Linked DNA regions of Sus scrofa: regions 2, 3 and 4 are each linked to region 1. A link is a contact called in public Hi-C, HiChIP or PLAC-seq and promoter capture Hi-C data. All regions are on one chromosome and are shown on one strand. The core of a region is the stretch at or near the end of the contact, and the rest is flanking DNA. Distances in the headings are between cores, read along the strand shown.

The links. Promoter capture Hi-C pulls out the DNA fragments that hold promoters and counts their contacts. Hi-C and Micro-C count contacts between places; a contact is called where the count stands out from the background. HiChIP or PLAC-seq counts read pairs in DNA pulled down with a chosen protein or histone mark.
Region 2: a contact with region 1 is called in an H3K27ac HiChIP or PLAC-seq map of skeletal muscle, with 5 times the contacts expected there. The contact joins the enhancer-like site here to the promoter of CDON in region 1. A contact is called at or near these places in 4 of 5 promoter capture datasets (fetal liver, fetal skeletal muscle, liver and 1 more), 7 of 47 Hi-C or Micro-C datasets (embryonic fibroblasts, epiblast stem cells, fetal skeletal muscle and 2 more) and 1 of 2 datasets of contacts at active chromatin or transcription factors (skeletal muscle).
Region 3: a contact with region 1 is called in a Hi-C map of liver, with 13 times the contacts expected there. The contact joins the enhancer-like site here to the promoter of CDON in region 1. A contact is called at or near these places in 3 of 5 promoter capture datasets (fetal liver, fetal skeletal muscle and liver), 10 of 47 Hi-C or Micro-C datasets (embryonic fibroblasts, epiblast stem cells, fetal skeletal muscle and 6 more) and 1 of 2 datasets of contacts at active chromatin or transcription factors (skeletal muscle).
Region 4: a promoter capture Hi-C map of liver shows a contact between it and region 1, with 6 times the contacts expected there. The contact joins the enhancer-like site here to the promoter of CDON in region 1. A contact is called at or near these places in 2 of 5 promoter capture datasets (fetal skeletal muscle and liver), 4 of 47 Hi-C or Micro-C datasets (adipocytes, embryonic fibroblasts, omental adipose tissue and 1 more) and 1 of 2 datasets of contacts at active chromatin or transcription factors (skeletal muscle).

The regions. Positions count from the first base shown.
Region 1 is chr9:53,176,842-53,180,495 of Sscrofa11.1, forward strand. It overlaps CDON (cell adhesion molecule-related/down-regulated by oncogenes), which reads right to left and starts at 2,040. Exons shown (of 20, transcript XM_021063103.1): 1 at 1,602-2,040.
Region 2 is chr9:53,049,975-53,053,628 of Sscrofa11.1, forward strand. No RefSeq gene overlaps it. Among named protein-coding and RNA genes, the nearest start is that of DDX25, 22 kb to the left of the region's middle. Within about 2 kb of position 2,012, at least 9 of the 83 cell types and tissues checked have an H3K27ac peak or open chromatin away from gene starts, as enhancers often do. A contact at or near this core is called in skeletal muscle, where this site is marked.
Region 3 is chr9:53,282,442-53,286,095 of Sscrofa11.1, forward strand. No RefSeq gene overlaps it. Among named protein-coding and RNA genes, the nearest start is that of RPUSD4, 25 kb to the right of the region's middle. Within about 2 kb of position 2,085, at least 5 of the 83 cell types and tissues checked have an H3K27ac peak or open chromatin away from gene starts, as enhancers often do. A contact at or near this core is called in fetal liver and liver, where this site is marked.
Region 4 is chr9:53,254,808-53,258,461 of Sscrofa11.1, forward strand. No RefSeq gene overlaps it. Among named protein-coding and RNA genes, the nearest start is that of RPUSD4, 53 kb to the right of the region's middle. Within about 2 kb of position 1,779, at least 18 of the 83 cell types and tissues checked have an H3K27ac peak or open chromatin away from gene starts, as enhancers often do. A contact at or near this core is called in fetal skeletal muscle, liver, omental adipose tissue and 1 more, where this site is marked.

The DNA of each region.
Region 1 (3,654 bases), core at 790-3,289:
AAGTACTTTCCACAGAAGAGGAGGTTGATGAGAAACATGGCAATCAATCAAAGCATCCCAAGTGAGTTACTACACAAACAATAGCATAGTACCTATAGTAACTGATTTCCCTGGTTGACTAAACTATTCAAACAAAGACAGATTTCCCAAATACTACATCCGAGTTTTTGCATGAAAGTTAAACAATACACACTTGTGTGTGTGTGTTTTTTTAATAGAAATATAAATGTTTCTGCTCTACACACTGCCAAACACACACCCAGGGCACGTCTTTACAAAATGAAACAGGTTTTCCCCATTCTTCTCATATAACTTAAAGTATGAGGCAGTTTATTTCCACATGTGCAAAACAGAAACTACAGTATCTGGTGCCTCTCTGGGTTCCTAAGAATGCTTTCTAGTTAAGCACTAATTTAAATTTTCCAGAAATTTTCTGGAGTTTTCTTTCATCTCTTCCTAAAAGTTGAACTACCCCCACATTTTCAGCTAAAATAGATTACCCCTAAAAATAAGCTATAAAATGTAATAGAACGTTTAGAATTATTCTGAGGATAAACCTATTTCATTCTTCAGCCCCCTCCCCATCCTCTCCCAGCAGACATAGTATGCCAAAAGTCAGCTGAGGTGTCTGAGGGCTGTAGCATCAGTGAGGCATGGAATCAGAACTGGCCTCTTTGACTGGCCATTGGTCTGAGACTAAATCTCATGTTACCTTTTAGTCCAATCTTCTGCTTTCTCAAGGTGTCTGAATTAGGACCCAGAGGTTCTGTTAATGAGCTTCCCTAAATTCTAGATCTCAACTGGATAACAGCCTGCCCTTAAGGCACCTGCCACCCTCTGGAGTCCGGACTGGGAAAGGCAGGCATTCTATAGAAGGCTCCTTTGGAGAGCCTTCCACCTGACTTGGTGAGGTTAGGGAGAACAATGAAGGGAAGGGCGAGAGAGCCTCTCTATCCCCCTCAGTGATTTATTACAGAAATCCCTAGATGTGGAGAGAATGCAACAAAGGTCTGGAAGCTGCGGAGTGAAATAAATGGCGAGCTGCAGTGTATTTAGCAAATGATAATGCAATCCACAGAAAGCTTTACAGAGGAGAAGGAAAAATACGCTCCCTGGGGCTGGGAAGTCACTGAGTCTATGAAGGCAGAGAAAGATACATTGTGCAGGAAATTTCTCTTGATTCTCCCTAACCATAAATCACTGTGTCTGGAGGGCGCTCTGCGGGATGGAGGTTGAGAGAGGCGAGGGACCCCGCTCCCTTGGGAAAACATGCTGGCGCCCCAAGCTCCCCGCTGTGCTGCATCTCACCTGCCCCAGCGGATCATTGTCAAAGAGATTTAACAGTGTCACTGACACCTCACCCCGCCTCCTCCCACGAGGAGGCTCAGAGTCCCCGAGGACTGGGGACGCCTGAGCTCCCCGCTGCGCATCCGTCAGCTGCCCTCCCCAGACCCCGCAGGCAGCCTGGACCCCCACGACCTCCGGGGCATGCTGGCCCGTCCACTCTCTGACCTCCACCTCCCAAGCCTCGTGGCTCCCAAGCCCGGTGTCCCCAGGCCACCCCTCCCACCGACCCTTAGGTGGGACCCCCACCCCCGCACCTCTGAGCGGGGCTGGTTAAGCCCCCAGACCTCCTGCGCGGCAGCCGGCTCCGAGAGCCACCCCCAGGTCATCCCCCGCGCGCTGGCGGCGGCTACGGCGGCGGCTGCTGTCCGAACGGGCCCCTCCATGCACCAGGCAGGGCACCGGGAGGGCGCGGCGCCTCGCACGCCGGAGCGGGGACGCGAGGGCAGGCGGCGCGGAATCCCGGTCTCCTCACACGGAGCCGCGGGAGCCGGGCACCCGGGATTCAGGGGAGGGAAGCTGAGGAGAAGAGGGGGGAGGGCGGAGTCACTGGGGCGCGCCCCCGCGGCCGCGCTCCTCCCCCGCCCAGGCGCGCGGGCGCGTAACCCGGCGGGCGCTGGGCCAGCGAGGAGCACGCGAGGAGCGAGAGGAGGGAACCCGGCCGCGGAGGCCGCAGCTCCCCGACGGCCCGCGCCCGGCCGGAGGGTGCGCGCGCAGCCTGCCAGATCAGCGGCGGGGGGATGGGCCGTACCAACGTGACGGGGGGGCGCTCTGTGCAGGCCCTCCTCCCAGTCCCACTCCTGCTTGCTCTACAAGAGACCCCCCCCCCCAGGAAAGGAGAGGATAGTTTCTGCTTTATTTAGGAAAATGAAGATGAGCTGCCTTGGCATTTTCCAGAGTTTTCCATATGGCTGCACTCACTTTCCCCTCACCTTTGCTTCCCCGAGAGAGGCGTCATTTCGGGCCGGTCCACTACTGGTCTACACGCTCCCGGGTTTCCCCGCTTAGGCCCCGCCCCTCACCCATCCACCTAAGTTGTCTGAGGAGCCAGCTAGTCCATCCCTTCTGTTGGTGCCTACCTGGTATCTCTTTTATAGTTCCAACTTCCCGCCCCTTTTGGTTCCTTCGCGTTTTTACCACTTTCTGTGTTTAGATTCTTAGACAGCTTCGTCTGATTCCCCACCACACTCGCCCGGCATTCACATACGTGCAGGCAGGTAACAAAACTTCTCAGAGACTAGCAGAAGCTCAGTGTCGCCTGGTCCAACCAGCACGGCCTTTGGCCCCAGAGTCTTACCACTTCGTCCTTTGGACGTGCCCCAAGTGATCTGATCCCACTGAACTTCAGTTGTTCAAAAAGAAAAAAGGGGAAAATAATTTCTGTTTAAAAGGTTGTTGCGAAGCATAAATGTGATACTTGGTAGAAAGCACCTGCCACTGCGTGGACATTCAAGGACTGTGACTTCTATATAATAATAATATGTATTATTACATATATGTGTATTGGGTTTTTTTTTTACCATCGTCATTATTACTTACTATTTAACTACAAAAACAGCCCTAATGATACTCACAGTTCAAAAACACTCAGTACTGAACATCAAAGAAGCATGACAGTCTTCCTTACCTTTTTTCTTGAATTTCACAAGCAAATTTTTGAAAGTATAGTGGTGTTCAGACAGTTTATTGTTTTGCTTTAGCTATATCCAGGGTCTTTAGGAAAGCATAAGGTCCTAAGAAGGACAGTACAGGAGGATAAAAAAAAGAGTTCTATTTCTTTGTTTTCTATTGTTCCATTTTTTACTTATTTAAACTGAGTCTGGATGTTATTAACTTAAGCTGTATTAAATGATTTTTCAATTAGCAAATAAGATGTATAAACATTGAAGATTTATCTAAATTGAGATTTTTGTGTGAATGGAATGGAAGTCTTACAGGTTTTTTGTGGCACTCTGCAAGAATCCTAGCTGCCCTATACGGCAGCTGTCCTATTCCAACCCTTCCAGGTTCTACTCTTGGGGCCCCCATTGATTGTGGGCACCCCCAAACCTCACAATGTCATTTGAAAATCACTATGCCTATTACTCATAATCAGACCTAAGAAATAATCATGATGTTTGTGAATACTGAGTAGTCCCTTCTGCCTTGTCTGTAAAGTAGAGAAATCATTTTGGGGCAAATAGTTTTTTGTTAATGAATCATCCGTCTGTTCACTTACAAGTGTAAACACTTTATAAGGACTATTGAACACCTATTCTATGCCACTGCCAGACAAAGAGGTACACAGAGAAATATGACACAGTCCTATGC
Region 2 (3,654 bases), core at 762-3,261, 130 kb before region 1:
TTTTATCTTTAACAGAGATATTTGACTTTCATTCTGAAATTTATTCTAGTGTGAGGTATATCAAGTTGGTTACATTTTCCCTTTTTTAAAAAAAGCTATTGACTAATTCCAATACCACGTCTTGAGAAATCTTTCTTTTTCCATTTTCTTCTGCTATCTTCTTTATCATATTGAACTTCTACAACCTACACACATAGAATAGGATTCTGAGTACTTACTTAATTCCAGCTCATTCTTGTCCCAGTGCTACCATTTTAAATATTATCATTATATAATATTTTAATTTAAGAACTTGATCCTCCTCTTGGCTATTTTAATTCTAATTTTTTAAAAATAATCCTTCCCGGTTTTATTCTTTAAGATTAATTTTAGATCCATTTTCTCAACTTCCAAAAACCCCTCTGAATTTTTATCTGCATCCATGTGGCAGTAATAATTTAGTCACTCCATACATTAATTTGTGAAGAATTGATTTCTTTACAGTATTGAATCATATGGTAGTACTTTCCTGTCACAAAAGAGTCAGGAGGCGCACTTGGAACCAAGACACAAGGAAATGGGCATGGATAGCCTGGGCCAGGGGGCTGTGACCACGAGGTGGAGGGGTGGGAGTGAGGGGTCTCTCTGGGTGTCTCTGGCTTGGCTTGGGCCACACATGCCCACCTGCCTACTTGTCTGCCAGAGCACATTCAGGTGAGGAACGAGCAATGGGCCCATGGGGTCGGAGACCTGGGTTCTAGCCCCACCTAGAGTATTTCTAGCTCATTCTGTGCCAGACAAAGCCATCCTCCTGCCATGGCCTCATCCCCAAGGTCCCTTCCAGCTTTGAAATCCCTCTTCGTGGGGGCAGAGGAGGTGGGGTGCAGGAAAGCAGAGATCCTTCCTAACTCATCCTGCACCCAGCCCAGCGCCTCCTCCCCACATCCCTGTCCCATCCCTCCAGGAAGAAGAAAGAAGAAGGAATTTTGTGTTGCCCCAGTTCACAGAAGAGTTTTGTCCTGGTCCATCTGTTCAGAACACCCTCTCAGAGGCTCGAATGTGAACAGAAACCACCAGGGAGCGTGCAAAGCTGTGGCTCTTAGTCATAGATCTGGGTGGCAGTGATGCCCTTAGTCTGAAGAGCACATTTGTGTAGCGAAGTTCTAGAACACAGATCTGGTGGAACTTCTTGACCTAAAAAGAAGGGGAAGTAGAAGGTGGGGGTGAGGGGGGCAGTGCCTGGAGTCCTGGTCACAATTATGCTTTAAAAGTATGTGGGAGACAAGAAACTTGGAAATAAAACCATTTGACACATTATAGGGATGGTGAGATTGAGAGTGACTTTCTTCTACATGGTTGCCGCTTTTGAGTATTTGCAAAGAATCCACACTCTAAAGAACTCTCTCAGTGAAGGAAAAACAAAAGCAGTTCTTGGTCCCGCAGCCACACAGGGCTGGCTGGGCCACAGCGCTCGTTGTCCCCTTCCCTGAGTGACTGCACTCCTGAGGTAAGATTTCTCTCTGGCTGGGAGGTTTTCAAAATCTTTTCCAACAGCCTGCATGAGTTTGCTCTAGTTTAGAAGCATTTGAGGTGTAGCCAGAGCCCAGAGAGTCAAGTGTGACAAACCGCCCACCTCTCATGCAGATGCAGCCTTTATGGATGTAGAAAAATCCCTGGTTCCCCTTTGGGGTTAACCACAGCCAGGCCAGGTGATCAGGATGCCCTCCCCCTCCCTCCCCCATCCCCCAAAAGCGCTCAGAAAAATCTCTGAGTTAAAAGTTTGCCTTTCTTACTGGAAGAATTTTTATTAGGCCAAAGCGTTGACAAGTTTGTCATTCCCAGAATCTGCTAACACCCTCCCCTGACTCCCTTCGATTTTTAGTACTTTTTCCCTCCTCCTTTTTTGGGGTGGGGGGTGGGTGGAAACTGTCTCGAACAGGCAGAAAGTTTTATCCAAGGTGTTTGGCAGTGACTCCGCGTGCTGGGAAAGATTTATGTCTCTGTTCTCTGGCACTGCCTAGTGTGAGCTCACTTAAAACAACCGAATAAATGAGTTCACTTTATCCCGTCAAAATGGAACCGAGGGTGGCGTGGTACCCAGCTGGGGTCCACAGGGACCCTGAGGCAACGTTCCTGTCTCAATGGCTTGTGCTGAGCTCAGCCGTTTTTATGTCTGTCTGAGATCATTAAAACGAGGAGGCCAGGGAGCAGAAAGACCCGTGGAATTGGTGGTAGGATGGAAACCCCGCTTGGAGCCTGGAGGGCCCAGCCCAAAGCATGAACACAGGGGATCGTTTAAAAGGCTGCCTCTCACCAATTGGTTTGGCCTGAGCTCCTTGAAGGGGCCTTCTCTGGAGAGGCCAATGGTCACAAGAATATTGGTCATTTTGTCATAGTTTTTTCTTTCTTGCTGCCCTACCACCACTTAATGAAACCAGGCCCATTAAAACAGGGCCTTGGAGTTTCCATTGTAGTTCAGTGCTAAAGAATCTGACTTGTATCCATGAGGATATGGGTTTGATCCCTGGTCTTGCTCAGTGGGTTAGTGATCCGTTTCTGCAAGATGCGGTATAAGCTGCGGATGCGCCTCGGCTCCTGCATTGTTGTGACTGTGGTGTAGGCCAGCCACTGCAGCTCCAATTTGACCCTTAGCCTGGGAACTTCTATATGTTGCAAGAGCGGCCCTAAAAAAAAAAAAAAAAAAAAAAAAGAAAAAGACAGGGCCTTGCTCCCCCTGAAAAAGGAATATGGATTCTGTCTTGGGTGGCTTTTCTGGATCAGGCCCAGGTCTATCGTTCTCATGTGGATTCAGGCTCAGGATTCATGGAACACCTGTGCTATTAACCTGAGGCAACGTGATTAGAAACAGCTGCCCCAAAGAGAAGGCCTGTGCCCCACAGCCCTGAGCAGAGGGAAGCTGGCAAGCTGGAGGCTCAGGATCTGGGCCTGCCATCCAGGAGAGGCGGTCCACTCTCCGCTAGGCTAGGGTTTGTTCCTCCTTCCAGAGGCCCGGGCTGCAGACAGAGTGTGGGATGGTTTCTGTCTTGGGGTGAGGGACTCAGGACTATAATAACTCCTAACAATTTCTTAACATTTAAAGGTGACAGAGCATATCTCCTAGATGCCTAGACTGTAAGCAGCCTAAGGGTGGGGGTTGTGCCTGCCTTCTGGGAAAGGGAGGGAGTAAATCAATCCTCACTAGTTCTGGGAAACTCCCAAGGAAACTTAAGATGCCATTTGATAAATGCGGAAGGTGAGAGGTAGAGGTTTCCATCCTGCAGCAGTTCTGGGATTGTACTGCAGGCCTGTCTGAATCCTTGTTCTTTGCCCTTCCCCTTCATCGGCACTATCTAAACTTTTTTTTTTTTTTTTCGGTCTTTTGTCTTTTTTAGGGCCGTACCCTCGGCATATGGAGGTTCCCAGGCTAGGGGGCGAATCGGAGCTACAGCTGCCAGCGTACACTACAGCCACATGGGATCCGAGCCTCGTCTGCCACCTACACCACAGCTTACAGCAATGCTGGATCCTTAACCCACTGAGCGAGGCCAGGGATCGAACCCACAACTTCATGGTTCCTAGTTGGATTCGTTTCCGCTGTGCCATGTAGGGAACTCCAATACTGGCCAAACTTCAATCATCTTTGCATTCACCTTTGCCAATCTCCATACCATTTAC
Region 3 (3,654 bases), core at 835-3,334, 110 kb after region 1:
GGCTCCCTTGCTTTCAACTGCTACTGCCAGCCCGGCAGAGTGCCCCAGGGCAGGAGAAGGGACTCTACTTTGGGGGATTCTGTTTTTCTGTCCCAACGCCCACCCCATCTTAAGAGAGGCTAAGCTCAGAGATGAAAACTCATTCTCTTACAGGAAACAAAGAGCTGTTGCCAGGACCGCCCAGCCAAGAAAATAAGAACAAGATGCCTCGTGCTGCTGGGCTCCCAGCACTCACCGCCTCCAGGGAGGGTAGGGAGACGCCTCCCATCCCAGGCACTCCCATATTTGTTCCCAGCCAGCTTCACCCGAGTATGGGAAGTCCCTCTGGCTATGGTCACATCCACAGCAATAAAATGTCCTGGCTCTCATGGCTATAACCTACCCTATTCAGGGGGTAGGGACACATGGAAGTGATATGAAAAGAGCATTGGGTTTTAGGTCAGCCTGTACCAGCTGACTGTGTGACCCCGGGTGAGACTGTTCACCTCTCTGGGCCTTGGTTTCTTTATCTATGCAATGAGATTGTTCAGCTTCTGTAGTTCTAAGGTTTCTTCCATCTAATTCTAATTTCTGAGGAAGAAAACTGGCAAGCTTACCAATTTAACCAGAATCTCAGAGCCCAACAGCTGACATCTCTCACCCCCTCAATTTCTACTCTTCTTCTTCCTAAGAGAATGGAGAACCCAGGGAAATTAGTGAGATGTCCCTTCAAAACCATCCTGTTGTTTTCCTCGGGCCTCTAGGTCAAGGTGAAGACCAGTGAAAGCTTTAGATAAAGAAGGTGCAATGGCAGGGATGCAGATTCAATCCTCAGCTGAGCAAAGTGGTGTAGGTCGCAGATGGGGCTCGGATCTGGCGTGGCTGTGGCTGTGGCATAGGTCAGCAGCTCCAATTTGACCCCTAGCCTGGGAATTTCCATATGCCACAAGTGCGGCCTTAAAAATAAAACACACACACAATGAGAGCACTCTGCAGCCACTAGGATGTCTAGAATCAAAAAGACAAATAATAAGAAGTGTTGGTGAGGAGGTGGAGAAATTGGAACCATCATACACTTCTGGCAGGAATATAAAATGGTACAGCCGCTTTGAAAAACTGCGGGTTCCTCAAAGGCAAAACGTATATGACTCAGCAATTCCACTCCTGGGTATACACCTAAGAAAAATGAAAACACATGTCCATGCAATATGTCCACAAGTATTCAGAGAAGCATTGGTCATAAAAAGCAAAACGTGGGATTCCCCTGTGGTATAGCAGGTTAAGGATCTTGAGGTTTCACTGCAGTGGCTCAGGTTGCTGCTATGGCAATCCCTGGCCCAGGAACTTCTCCATGCTGCAGGAGTGGCAAAAAAAAAAAAAAAAAAAGGAAATATCCCAAATGTCTATCAACTGAAAAACAAATAAACAAAATTTGGTATATCTATGCAATGGAGTATTATTTAGCAATTTTAAAAATGTAAAACAGAATGAACCTGAAAAAACATGATGCTAAGTGAAAGAAACCAGTCAAAAGGGACCACATATTATATGATTCCATTTATATGAAATATCCAATCTACAGAGACAGAACCTAGATTAGTGATTGTCTAGGTCTGGGGAGAAGAGGGAAATTGGGATTGATGACTGCCGAGTGTCAGGGCTTTCTTTTCCCAGTGCTGAAAATATTCTAAAATTAATTGGATATACTAAAAACCATTGAATTGGACACTTTGGGTGGACTTTAAGGTATTGTGAATTCTCAATAAAGCTGTTAGAGGGTGGGGGGAGCACACCATTTCCTAGAATAGAGATTTTTAACTTGGGGTCCATGAATCCCCTAAAATTGCAAAATGGTATATAGGAAGGCACTTGTGCATTTTCCTGCAGCTTTCATCAGATTCTCCCAAGGGTCCAGGCAACAGAAAGGAATCACTGCTCTCACTCAGGCTAACTGGAGGTAGGAGGGTGGGGAAGTGTGTCTGGAAGCCTCTTTACACCTCCTCTTGCTCTCTGGCAGTCCCATGGTTGCGGGGAGGAGTAGATCCACACAGCCCATCCCCCCAGGGCCAATAGGGCCAATTCCACTCCCCGGTCTGTTTACTCACTGCTCCCTCTTCGGTGTGGTGTTGGTTGGCCACAACTCCCTAGCGAGCAGCACTCTGACCACAGCCTGGCGCTCTGATCACAGCCTGGAAACCCAGCTCAGAGCCCCGCCTAGCCCTTTCCCCTCTGGGACCCTTCTGCCTTCCCCCGGCCCCCCTCCTACCTGTCCTGTGTGGCTTCCTGGGGAGGACGCTACCCCACATTCTGCTGCTGCCACTTGCTCATGCCAATAATTGGGAACCAGGTTGCCTGGCTTCCTGCGTGGCCAACTCTGCAGCCATAAGTGGGGTGACCCCAACCCTGATCGCCTGGGGACAGTCTTGGTTTAAGTGGGGGTGGGGTGTGATTTTTGAGTGTCACCTTTCCTTCTCACAACTATCCTGGTTTGTAAGACATTTAATCGTCCCCTTGCCGAAAGGAGCAGTGGCCATGTCTTCCTCCCCCATCATCCCAAGGCCACGTTCCCTGGCAGGAAGGTTGGGCAGCCTTCTTGTATGCAGCTGTGAAGTCCTCAGCTTGGGGGATGTTGCCTCCTCTCAAAGCTGGGACACCAGGACCTGGCCTCCTGCATCATCTGTCCTCAGCGAGGAGCACCCAGGCTTCTCCCTACAGATCTCTGTGAAGGCAGAAGTGACTTTCCTCTGGAGCCCCAGCTGCCAGCAGCCTTCTCTCTCCTGTCCAGGCTGAAAAATCCCACCTCCTCATATATCTTTTCTACCCTTTGCCAGCTCCCTGTGCTTTCTGCTTTTTACCATCCCAGACCCCTCACTTTATACAGCTAGTGCCGGCAAATAGTAGGTGCTCCAGCAATGATTCTTTTTGAAAAGTAATTTTTAAAAAAATCTTTAGAGTATAATTGGTTTACTATAAATTGGCACATTATGTTGTGCCAATTTCTGCTGTACAACAAAGTGACCCACTGTTACATACACACACACACACGTGTGTGTGTGTGTGTGTGTGTGTGTGTGTGTGTGTGTGTGTGTGTGTGCGTGTACTCCCCTTCTTAGATTATCTTCCATCATGGTCTATCCCAAGAGACTGGATATCGTTCCCTGTGCTGTACAGCAGGACCTCATTGATTACCTATTCTAAATGTAATAGTTTGCGTCTACCAACCCCAAACTCTCAGTCCAGTCCATTCCCTCCCTTGAAAAGTAACTTTTGAATGAAGCACTGGCAAAGTTATGCTCAAGCTGCCAATGCATCTCACTGGGCATGGGCACTGCAGAGCCTGGGCCTCTTGGCGTGGGCAGCCCTGGAAAACACACTCTCCAGAAGTGTGGCCCTGGGTGCAGTAGGTCCCATTGAAACCTGCCCTGGTGGATGCAGGCAGGAAGGTGACAGGCCAGAGGAAAAGGGCACTTCCTTCTATCCCTACAGCCATGGCACACACAGGAACCCCCCTCCCCAAGCCTCTCCTTTTCAGCCAAACACACTTCCTCCACCCAAAAGAGAAAGGAAAAAACCCTTTTGTTTCATGAAGGGCCATCCAATGTAGAAGCGGGCATCTTACACTTTGTATCAACAATCCTTTCTATTTTTTTCTTTTTTACAGTATTTACTACCCAT
Region 4 (3,654 bases), core at 529-3,028, 78 kb after region 1:
ATGGCAACCTTCTCCGGTTGCTTTTGTGCGCTGTCTCAGCCTGGACCAGTCCCTCTGGAGTTGGGGTCAGGAGCATCACATTAGCAGGTGTGATGTCTTGCCTCTCCATCTCCGAGGGGCTCCAGGTCCCAGAAACTTGAATCTTCTTCTGAGAAGCCTCATTCCTGACTTTTCTTCCTCATCACTGAGCTGGAATCCAGCCTAGGGATCCTCTGATTCCTGTCTCGGCCCCTCTCCTCTGTGTGGCTCTTTAGCACAAACACTTTGGTGACAAGAGTTCCAGCAGGAAGCAGGTGGCCCAGGGAGAGAAGGCCCATGTCACTTGTAGGGGTGAAGGGCCTTCACCCTGCTCTGGCCCCCTCCCTCATGCCCCTTCCCTCATCTCCTGGAAAAATATGTGTGTGTTCCCTCCAGTTCCTGCAGGACCCGCTCCCTGTCCCTTGCCACAGGCCTGCCAATTTGGGACCTGAGAGCAGGCCAGGTTCCCTATGGGGAGCCCAGGGGGGCGGAGCCAGGCCTGGCTGGGCCTCCAGGTCGGCCTGCCCCAGCCCCAGGGTTTAATAAACTCCAAGAGAGGTTTTCAAAGGCCACTTGATCTTCCCCATCAGGCAGCCCCTGTCTCTCTTTCAGAGCCGCAGGACTGGAAAGAAAAAACTGCTCAATGAACAAGGCGGCCAGAGAAAGCCGAGCCACGGGGCACCTTCTATGAATTTCTGATGAGCACACGGTCCTGACTCCTGGGTCCCAGCCCAGTGCAGTCAGGGATGTTAGTTTAAGTCATTTCACACGGTTCACTGGCTCTCTGAGAGCTGCTTGTCTCCAGCCTGGCCCTCTCTAACAAGCTCTTTTTACTCAGGGCTTCTCTGAGCAGAGACCTCAAACAATAGCATCTTTCAAGGGGCTCGGCCCTCCTCTGGCGGCTTGCCTCTCCCGCCCCCAGCCCTGCTCCCCGTCCTTCTCTCTGGCCTCTCTCTGCTTGCCCACCTGAACGTCCCAGGCCCAGCCGAGGGCTTGACACAAAGTAGGGATTCAGGGAGAATTTGCCCCTCCTTCCCTCCCTCTCTCCTTCTCACCTTCCTTTCTTCTTATCCTTCCTTCCTTCCTTCCTTTCTTCCTTCCTTCCTTTCTTCCTTCCTCCTCCACTGTCCTTGCCTTTCCTCCCCATGAGCGGGCAAGGATTAAGTAACCACAGTCTTAAGAGCAGGCTGCCCTGTCACTAGAATACTTTGTGGCTGGCGCCCCCTGGGGTTGTGCAGTGACAAGGCCCCGGCCAAGGGCATCTCATCCTGATCCTCTAGGCCTGTTGGGCTCCTCAGCCTTCTACAAAGTTTGAGCAATTTCCTCTTCCCTTTACTCTGAGGAGAATGCTGACTTCCTCCACATTCAGGGAGGGTCTCCACATCGTGGGCCCACATCTCAGGCCCAGGCCTGGTGGCATCACGGTGGAACCTGGGGCAGCAGGTGCACGTGTCTACCATCTGTCAAGTGCTCTCTGTCTTCCCTGTTCCTGCTTCTTCTCCTTCCCGTCCCCTCTGTCACTCAGGACAGTAAGGAGCCCACTTCCCAGCCTCCCCCAGCTCTGGCCTCCTGAGTGGGTAACGTGTCCTCAGAAGGGCCGCCTAGGGAAGAGGAGACGCTCTCATCAGTAGATGAGAGTCATTCACATGTTTGGACTAAAACTCCAGCCAAAACAAACAAACAAACAAAGTTCCCACCAGGACAAGTCAGTGTTTTGGCTCCACAGAGCTTTGCCTTAACATTTGGACCCTTTGATGGTGGGTGAACTTTGACCTGGTCTGAGCCACTGTTAATGGACATTCCCCTCTGGGGCAGGTCTGTCCCTCTCCCAAGGCACCTGCCAGCGATGAAGGGTCTCCTGCCCAGCAACCTAGGCACAGCCTCCAGGGCCCAGGGTCTCTCCCCTTTCGAGAGTCCCAATGGGCATGTCTCCCCACCACCTCCCACCCGCGCCGTCTGTGCTGTCCCTGCCACTTCCTGCTATCCCCACATTAACAACTTGGCTTCTTCAGGAAATGAAGTTGACCAGAAGGCACGTGGCAGGCTGAAGGAGCCATGAACTAGGAATGCAGGTTTCAGATGCCAGCTCTGCCCCGGCTGCTGATGGGTTCTAGGCCTGTGGCAAGGTTCGCCTGTTCTCTGCCATCACCTCCTCAGGACAGGGTTGGGCTAGACCAGGGTTTCATAGACTTTAATCCCCAAATGTCTGGGATGGGAATCCTCTGGACAACTCAAAGTTAAAAATGCAGACTCAGGAGTTCCTGGGTGTTCAGTGGTTAACGAATCCAACTAGTATCATGCGGGTGTGGGTTCAATCTCTGGCTTTACTTGGTGGGTTAAGGACCCGATGTTGCTGTGAGCCGTGGTATAGCTCACAGACACAGCTTGGATCCTGCGTTGCTGTGGCTATGGTGTAAGCTGGCGGCTATAGCTCTGATTCGACCCCTAGCCTGGGAACATCCATATGCCTCAGGTGTGACCCTAAAAAGACAGGAGAAAAAAAAAAACCTCAAGCCCCGAAAAACCTGGCCTGGCCCCTGCCTGAGCTAGGTGATTGGTGACTTTTTATAGAGTCTCGGGCCTCCCTTTTTCGACATGTCCTCTGATAATGGGCTATTTCTCTCACATTCCCATCCCTCGAATGGTCCAATTTTTTTTGCCCAGTGAGAGCTATAGCATCACCTCTAATGGTCACTATGGTAATCCCAGAGACCTGCTGTGGTCAAAGGTAGAAATAATTCTAGAAACATATAGGTGCGCCCCAGGCTGGCCAGATACCTCCAAACCCAGACTCTGTTTTTGTTTCAGAACAGGGTCAGACAGGGCCAGGTGGAGAAAGGTGGACCCAGTTCTCAAACTAATCAGCCTTTATTTTTTTTTTTTTCCCCTGTCTTTTTAGGCCCGCAACCACGGCATATGGAAGTTCCCAGGCTAGGGGGTCGAATCAGAGCTGTGGCCACTGGCCTACACCACAGCCACAGCAAAACAAGGGATCTGAGCCTCATCTGTGAGCTACACCACAGCTCACGGCAGCACCGGATCCTTAACCCATTGAGCGAGGCCAGGGATCAAATCTGTGTCCTCACGGACCCTAGTTAGACTAGTTTCCACTGAACCATGACGGAACTCCTAATTAGCCATTCTTTACATTAGACTAAATTTAGGTTCAAATCTCTACTTAGCTTTTGTCTTCCAAGTAGTACCAGAGCCTGAGAGCTCTCTGCAATCAGGAGCTGATAACCGTATGTTCTAGGGCTATGGAGAGGGCAGCTGAGAGTGGAAATAAAGGACTTTCATAGCCCATAGATATTAACCAGTTGTAAGATACTGCTAATCAGGCAATATTTAGGCAGGAGGGCCTTGATACAATTCATGATCAAAAAGTTTGGGACACAATGTTATCGACTGTGCCCAAACCCTCCCAGAGCAGCTGTGTTGCAGAAGGGACCAAGGCCCCCTGCTGGCTATGCTGCCCAGCATCGCCCACAGCGCCTCACTGTTGGCACCGAACAGATGCTCTGTCATGCACTGCTCACCTCCCCTTGGCATTGGCTGCGGAGTTGACTGGGAAGCAGAGGCAGGGGAGCAGATGCGGGTGGAGAGCCTGCCCCACCCCTCTGCCCCCTGCAGCCCCTG